Linked DNA regions of Oncorhynchus mykiss: region 2 is linked to region 1. A link is a contact called in public Hi-C data. All regions are on one chromosome and are shown on one strand. The core of a region is the stretch at or near the end of the contact, and the rest is flanking DNA. Distances in the headings are between cores, read along the strand shown.

Region 1 (4,536 bases), core at 810-3,309:
CTGTCTTGTCTGTCTGTCTGTCTGTCTGTCTGTCTGCCTGTCTGCCTGTCTGCCTGTCTGCCTGACTGAAATGGCCTCGTTTGAGACAAATGGGTGTTAATGGTCAATTTGACATGATTTCAAATGTGTGAGTACTGCTTTACCCTTGGGCCTGGTTCAAGACCTGTAAACAGAATAATAGGTATCTTCTCCATGTCAACCTTTGCTGACCTCTGAGACACATATTCCTCCTCTGTGACAGTTATCTTTTTTTGTGCCAAACAGGAATAGGAGTTCAGTTGAGGTTTAAGCCTTTCTTGACTCAAGAAGCTAAATCTATCCTCACACATATGCTACTCATTTTATCTTTGGTGAACATGGTTTGTTTAAGTGGTGTTAAGCCCACCTCCTCCTCCTCCTGGCTCTCCCCCATGGGTCCGTTGTGTTTCTCCTGGTAGAGGATCTTCTTCATCTTGCGGTACTGCAGGTTGTCGAGCTCCCGCACCGCATCCTTGGTCCTCTGGATGAGCTCCGTGAGGACCCGTGGGGGACGCTCCCGACGGACGAAGTCATGCTGGGTAGAGGAGAGAGGGCGGAGGGCTTAGAGGTTAGGATTCATGAGGATCCGCAGGAGGCGATTCTGATACACAAAGTCATGTTGCAGGTGGACAGGAGCAAAAGAGGGCGGAAGTTATACACAGTGTCTGTCTGTTTGACTGTCTGATTGTAAAGTATGTACATATGTAAGATATGTACCAAAGAAATAGTCTATGGGTGTTGACAGGGCAGTCAGGGTAAGTGTAGAAACAGGTCCACAAAATGGGGTAAGACCTCTTAAATGTTTAATCTGATATAACACAGCCCTATAAATCCATGGTATTATAAACATGTTTTCTATATCAATAATATATCAATACTCCATGTGATTATTATTTCAGATAATTATTTCTCTCTCGCTCTTTTCCCATTGGTCACTAGAGGGCGCCTGTGGGTTATTCAACCTAGATAGAGTTTCTTCTGCTGGCTTACCAGAAAAAGAAAAGAAAAAAATGTGTAAAAAGAAAATACTCCATCCAATAGTGTTCATATGGGACTGACCGGTAGCGCACGCACACACGCTCACACACACATCTTTTCTTGCTAAATGCCTGCTTAGTGGAAATGCAATGTATGCAACCATTTGGGGGCTGAAACGGCCATGTATGTCTCGCCCTACACACCTTCCCTTCTATCTGACAGATGCTGGCTGGAGTAATGTAATGGACTCTCTGATTCAGAAGGATGACATCATCGTCTGGAAATAGAGAGGAAACATTTTCCCGTTTTCAAACAAACGGACAGAGGGAGCGAAAGTGTGAGTTAGAAAACCAGAGCTGCCATGTACCAGGGGGCTGGGAGAGAGAGAGCAATAGAAAAAGAGAGAGAGAGAGGACTAATCTTCAGAGTAATCCCTTCCCGAAAAAAAAAACTATCCTGGGGACCATGAACGGAGTCGGACCGATGGTTCGGATTCTTGTCTTCCTTTCCCTTCAACCCATTACATTTTCCTCACCCATTTTTTCGATGCATGCACCCAACCATGCAATTCTGACCTGATTTCTCCTAAAGAGCTCAAAGAGGGGCAGAGGGCAATGAGTGTGTGTGTGTTTGTATTAATCAGGGGCTTGAGGGGCGGTGATCTGGATGCCCCCTGCCCCGACTCAGATTAGGAGCAAGCTGCCTACTAGGCACTGATCTATGGTCAGTTTAGCCTTTTCCCCACTAATAATTAAGGTTAGGATTTGGGAGAGGGAAAGCTTATCCTAGATCTGCACCTAAGGGATAAGGGTTACTTCTACCCAGAGCTCCAGACAAGCCCCCACCATCTCATCCCCTCTAGCCCACTAACCCCTCCTTGGGCAGCCAGGTAAGACCGACAGGCTAGTGAGAGAGTGTGACAACCAATCAAGAACATAAAACTCTTAGCAGGCCAATAGGATTACTTCTCGGCCAAACAAACAAAAAGATCAACTCTACATTACATGGTCAGACACACACACACAGTGGATTGGCCAATCAGGATGTACAAACAAAGGCTAGCTAGCAGAATACCTTGACACACAACTGACCGATCTTGTACTATAACACATGGGTCTGTGGGGGCAGTCAGTCTGACTTTAGCTTTCATTGTGTGTCAAGGGGATTTGGTCACACACACTATGGATGTCTTATGGATGTCTTATGGAACCTCCAACACGAGGTGTACTACAGCGCAAGATAAAAACAAACAAAAAAAAGGGTTCAAAAATGCTTAACAACAAAACCCTAACCCTTGTGGGATCAGTGTGTGTGTGTGTGTGTGTGTGTGCGTGCATATGTGAACAACAAATCTTAACCCCTGTGGAATCTTTCATTCCTATTTTCTCTACAGCTGTGGGAGGCAGTGAATCATCAGCTGTATCTGAATGGCACCCTACTCCCTACAGAGTGTGCTACTTTTGACCAGGTCCCATTGGGTTCTGGTCAAAAGTAGTGCATTACAGTGCCCTCCGTAATTATTGGGACAGTGAAGCATTTTTTATTCTATTGGCTCTACACTCCAAACGTATGTAGCATAGCTGGGGGTGGTTGATATTTGTGAGTCCAACTCTCTCACTAGGGAATAGGGTGCCATTTTGGAAGCATTCATCCAGATGGTCTTTGAGAGACTGGACACAGGAAGTGAGGCCACAGCCTCTGTCAGAGATACCAGGAAGTGCACTCACTCGCAGCAGCTCCCCCGACGAGAGTCTGTCCTGAGGAATTTTGAGTAGGCAGTAGTCAACGAAGCTCCGGAAGGGGTCCGACCTTGTAGAAAGATAGATGGATGGACAGGTGGAGCGATGGAGAGGTGGTGAAGAGGTGGAAGGATTTGGAAGAAAACAGAATACAACCATGATTAGACAGGAATAAAAAGGCAATAGCTCTCACCTTGCTATCTTAAGATGAATGCATTAACTAACTAAGTCGCTCTGGATAAGAGTGTATGCTAAATTACTCAAATGTAAAAAATATATACACGCCCCTACGTATTTATATGTACAGTGAAGCTAAAACTTTAATGAGGTGACTGACTGTACAGAATGTAACCTTTTGTTTGATAGTATTTAACATATCCATTTGACCTTTTATAAATGAACACTATTTATCTAGTCCCTCCATTTGAAGATGTCATAAGTATTTGGACAAATTCACTTGTAGCCTTTTCAATCTAATCAAAAGTTGAGTATTTGGTCCCATATTCCTAGCACGCAGTGATTACATCAAGCTTGTGACTATTCAAACTTGTTGGATGCATTTAGAGTCTGTTTTGGTTGTGTAGAAATGAATGGTAAATAATGTAGTGTCATTTTAGAGTCATTCTATTGTTATTTAACCCTAACCCTACATTAATGTGGATGCTACCATGATTACAGATCATCCTGAATGAATTGTGAATAATGATGAGTGATACATTTAGAGGCATAAAGATCATGCCCCCAAAACATGCTAACCTTTTACCATTACCAATAAAAGGGAGGTTAGAATGTTTTGGGGGGGGGGGCTGACATTTAAGCCTCTAAATGTATCACTCATCATTATTCATGGACACCAAAATGACAATACATGATTTACCATTCAATTCTACCGAAACACAACTAAAACAAACTGCAAATGCATCCAACAAGTTTGTGAAGTCACAAGCTTAATGTAGTCATTGTGTGCTAGGAATAGGGGACCAAATACTAAACGTTGGACTACATTCAATACACTAAGTGAATTTGTCCAAATACGTATGATACCTTCAAATGGTGGGACCACAAAGTGCTTTCTTTTCAAAATGGGTAAAACATTTGATCTCAAATCCAAAATGCTGGTTGGTGTATAGAGCCTAAAAGTTTTAGCTTCACTGTCCAAACACATACATAGGGGAATGTATATCCACGTCCCCACCTTTCAAGCCTTAGAGTCAGGGTAAAGCCAGGGTGCTTCTATAGCTATTCATCATGTTGGTTAGGGGCTTGTAAGTAAGCATTTCACTAAGATCTATACCTGTTGTATTCGGCGCATGTGACAAATAACATTTGATTTGTCCGTGTTATTGAAAGTCCATCTTCAAACGCTCTGTGTGGCGATGCCATGCAGTCTACATAGTGGTATACATTTTCAACTAGTCTCAGCTAATGAGAGAGGTTCATGCCAGAGGCCTATTTGGAGCACCTCCAACAATACACTGACTACTGTGTGTGTGTGTGAAATCGAAAACTAAATCATATTGTATCTCTATGGGAGGACCATAACCTTGCTTCACACACACACACTCTCTTCAGTACAAGACTAAGGCTTGCTTTTAATGCTAATTTGTCAAAATATGCTAAATCTTTGCATACTGTAAAGACAATCACATATTTATTTATTGGAATGTACTACTTGTGAATCTGTTTGCTTTGGGTTCCTGGAATCACACAAATCGATGTTCTCAGTAAGGAACGTGGACTATGAAAATAAAACACAACACTTACACCTTCATGCAAATGCTGCAACTTGTTTTAGCTGTAT
Region 2 (4,536 bases), core at 810-3,309, 75 kb after region 1:
CCTTATGGAACGAAAAGTAGGCCTGGCACTGTAACTTTTGGTTCATAGCTACTTCTCTCTCAGAACCAGAGACTTACTGATGACCTAGATGGCCTACTTGAGGTTATTGTATGGGAAAGCATAGGCTTATGCAATTTATGTAATTAAATAATGTTTATTTATGAATTAATTTGTTTCCTTAACTCAAGTTGTTTTTTTTATTTATAAATAAAATAGACAAACCCCTCTAAAAGACGAATATGGTTTCAACATACACCTGGCAACCAGAATAAACAAGACAAGCTCTGAAGACCAATATGCTAAATATGGCAGTTCATGACCTCACATGGCTAAGGCAATATCTTGGGAAATTGCAAGCTATTGCATGTTCATTAAAAACATATCTGTTAGTTTGCTACTCAAGCTGTATACATAAAGAGATGACATCATGAAGTCAGGTTGCTTTTTGTAGGCTGTTCCACTGGCTGCTATTTTAGCCATTTAATATCATTCATTTCAAGCGGGTCATGTTAACCTACATTTACTTTTATGCAGATTACGGGAAACAAAAGCTCTGTATTAGTGGCTAAGCTCTGCTTGAAATCATTGCACGAATGACAAAAGACGGGAAATTAAAACAGAATAATGTTTTGAATGTAGCCGTCAATGTCATTAAACTAGCCTACCCAGTGTACACAAGTCCAACATTTGCTTCGAGCACAAATAGAATAGGCGCACTAGACTCGCGTACTGTACTTTTTTTTCTGTCTGTCAGTTACTGTATTGCCTATATCGGCTCATTCCATTGACATTGTCTAACATGTGCATTGCGCTATGCCATCGTCGTCGATGTATGGCAATCAATCAATCGTAGAATGTCCAGAAAATGATCAAGTAGATGGTTGTAGAGCGTTCACTCGCAACAATGTGTCTGCTGGAAAACAGTCTGTCACAGCCAGACAGTCTGGCTACACTGTAGACCCATCTGTCTAGTGACAACTCGCCAATGATCAAGTAAAACGTCTCTTGGATCAAAATGACCATTTTCAAAATTGACAGCAAAATAAAGTTTAAATGCTTTTGAGCAACTGAATACAGGTTTGAAAACATGGTGTACTATTTATCGAGCGATTCAGTTTGCGTACCACACTGGCTTGTCATTTGTTGGCAACACACTTACCCATGAGCTCAGGTGCTTTTATGAAAACGCGTCCTCTGTTCCTCATTTGCCAAGCAATACTTTCATCGATTAAATAGCCTTGTATGTACAAACAATGTTCAATGAAACCGATAGTGAGAATTGTTTTGCGAGCAGGTGTAACCAACCAACAGAACAGTTATTAACTGGCTTGCACAGTTTAACTACCATACGCACTCCACTGGCTGCCTATCTGGTCACAGACTGACGTTAATACAACAGATGCGTTCAAATCTTAACTTTGGCAGTAAATCATGTTATCTGGCAAGCTATGAGTCATGATGAAGACTAATCTACATTAGCCTGGTAGCATGACTAGGAAATACTCAATTCACAGTAACATACTTCGACTTCAGCTTGTGGAAACTAAGGCACGATGGCAGCGTTGTAGGAACTTAAGTGTCTCTCGTACTGCATGAGGTCAGCAAATTACAACAGTAAAACGTTTAAATCAATAAGATATGCACATCATGAATAAACCAATGTAAAAACTGACCAGTGATGAATCCCACGTCTCCAATAACATTTAGTCCAACTCCGGAGGAGATGACTTGACTTTCTGAAGAGTTGTCAGGACTTCCTGAATGAGGGCTCGAGAGTCCTCTGCTAACACACGAGTACAGCCCCTCGTCACTGACAGCTAGTTTGACAGGCTGAAAAATAAATTCGTAGATTGTGTCAAGAAGCAGTTCGATGCACCTCCAGAAATGTTATGGTTTGGCACAAAAACAAGCATTCAACCTTTCTTCCCCTATATGTGCCACAATTGTGTAGATAATGTCCATTGATTATTGATCAATAAAGTGCACTGATCAGATCGCTTCTTGTCAAATTTGACATTTAACTCGACACAATTTGACATAATATTATGTGCAATTTATTACAAGGCAAAACAATCGAGTTCAGAGTCACAGAAGAGGACAACAATTTAATCGGTTATCTGCTATAGGCGATCATCACAGACATCCTTCCTTTGCTTTAAATAAATATATAATGTTAAAAACGATCATGAATACTTGGGTAGACTGTATGAGGTCTCAGTCCATTATTCATGCCCACATCAAACGAACATGTTAATTGAACACTGAAATCGTGAATGTTGGTCACAGAAATATGTCAATTCTGACCGAATGTGTCACGTGGCAGTGTTCATAAAATCTGAGGCGACACTGCCATCTGGTGTTATACCTGAGAATGATAGATCCAAAAACAGGCAACAAATTAAATGAATATGCCTCATGGCTCCCTTGCAGTCCAGGGGGCCAGGGCAGCAGTGATGCGTTTTGACAGGGTTTTTTAAATGAAAATGTATGCGCACCAGGCAGAGATGCATCGCATAGTGCATGTGTATTATGGTCTGGGGGTGGTTCGGAACCAAGTTTGCATAAGCTCCTTGACGGACCTTTAGACTTGCATTGGCTGCCAAGCTAATACCTATGCTTTGGTTAGCGAGAGAGAGCGAGAGAGACGAAACAGCAGGTCCCGGGCGAGATAGCACAACCGGTGAACAGGTCAGGGTTCCATAGCTGCAGGCAGAACAGCAGAAACTGGATCAGCAGCACGTCCGGTGAACAAGTCAGGGTTCCATAGCTGCAGGTAGAACAGCAGAAACTGGATCAGCAGCACTTCCAGGTAGCAAATCACGTGAACAGGTCAGGGTTCCATAGTCGCAGGCAGAACAGCAGAAACGGGATCAGCAGCACGACCAGGTTGACTGGAGACAGGGACATCCAGGAGTCGTCAGGCCAGGTATTCCTGAGGCATGGTCCTAGGGCTCAGGTCTTGGTGTGAAGAGGAAGCGACAACACTGTGGCCCTGTCCAAATTTACCCCCGGACAGGGCCAACCAGGCAGGATATAACCACACCCACTTTGCCAAAGCACAGCCCTCACAACATCAAAGCGATATAAAACAAACCATTAACTTACTACCCTGAGCCAAGGCCGTGTATAGCCCACGAAGGTCTCCACCACCGCACGAAGCGCAAGCCTGCCAGAGACAGCAAGGGTGGTTTGTCACTCTAGTGTCAGGCCCGTGCTGCTTCGCACCCCTGTGCCAGACTACACTCAATCATAGGACGTACTGAAGTGATGAGTCTTCAATAAAGACTTAAAGGCTTTATTGACTGACTGAGTCTGCGTCTCGCACATGGATCGGCAAACCATTCCATAAAAATTGAGCTCTATATGAGAAAGCCCTGCCTCCAGCTGTTTGCTTAGAAATTCTAGGAACAATAAGGAGGCCTGCGTCTTGTGACCATACCGTATGTGTAGGTATGTACAGCAGGAACAAATTAGATATTTAGGAGCAAGTCCAGGTAATGCTTTGTTGGTTAGCAGTAAAACCTTGAAATCAGCCCTAGCCTTAACAGGAAGCCAGGCTAGCACTGGAGTAATATGATCACATTTTTGGGTCCTAGTCAAGATTCTATTTTGCACTAGCTAAAGCTTGTGTAGTGCCTTGTCCGGGTATCTGGGGAGTAGAGCATTGCAGTAGTCTAATCTTGAAGTGACAAAAGTACGGATTAGCTTTTCTGCATCATTGTTGGACAAAAAATAATAATATCAGATTTTTGCAATGTTACAAAGATGGAAAAAGGCTGCTTTTGAAATATTTCTGATATGTTCATCAAAAGAGGTGTCAGGGTCCAGATGCATGCCGAGACCTCTCCTCATTGACACCTCTCCTCATTCCAGTGCCGATGTGTCTGGCTGAAGATCTCTCACCTCCCCTGACCTTGGTCAACTGACCTCTGATTGCTTGCCATTTAGCCGGGAAAATATCACTGATCACCAGACTGATGCAACCAATCACCATTAAGGAGTTATCTGGTTTGGACCAGTTTAGGCTGCTCTAACCTCAGCCTACTCCAGCTGCACAGGGAGATTGGATGCGCCTGTGTCTCTAAGCTGCACCCTTCACATCTGGACTTCCACATCCAAGGACTACAACTGGTGAACACCTTTTGTGCTACAACCTCTGGACTACTTTAGTGTGTGTGTGTGTGTGTGTGTGTGTGTGTATATGTTTGTGCATCACTGCCCAGAGTAAATGGACTTTGCAGCCAGAGTGCTTTTATAGTTACTTTCTGTATGTGCTGTTACTATTCATTATTGTTACTTGATGTAACTTAGTTGGTAGCGATGTAAATATCATGTATCATATCATATACAGTGCCTTGCGAAAGTATTCGGCCCCCTTGAACTTTGCGACCTTTTGCCACATTTCATGCTTCAAACATAAAGATATAAAACTGTATTTTTTTGTGAAGAATCAACAACAAGTGGGACACAATCATGAAGTGGAACGACATTTATTGGATATTTCAAACTTTTTTAACAAATCAAAAACTGAAAGAT

What was found. Hi-C and Micro-C count contacts between places; a contact is called where the count stands out from the background.
Region 2: a contact with region 1 is called in a Hi-C map of liver, with 10 times the contacts expected there. The contact joins the promoter of taok3a here to the enhancer-like site in region 1. A contact is called at or near these places in 3 of 3 Hi-C or Micro-C datasets (blood and liver).

The regions. Positions count from the first base shown.
Region 1 is chr6:44,778,717-44,783,252 of USDA_OmykA_1.1, forward strand. taok3a (serine/threonine-protein kinase TAO3) reads right to left here. Exons shown (of 21, transcript XM_036980179.1): 11 at 2,724-2,805; 12 at 386-553. Among protein-coding and RNA genes, the nearest start is that of LOC110526021, 25 kb to the left of the region's middle. Within about 2 kb of position 2,060, at least 3 of the 11 cell types and tissues checked have an H3K27ac peak or open chromatin away from gene starts, as enhancers often do. A contact at or near this core is called in liver, where this site is marked.
Region 2 is chr6:44,853,535-44,858,070 of USDA_OmykA_1.1, forward strand. taok3a (serine/threonine-protein kinase TAO3) reads right to left here and starts at 2,060. Exons shown (of 21, transcript XM_036980179.1): 1 at 1,919-2,060; 2 at 1,674-1,830.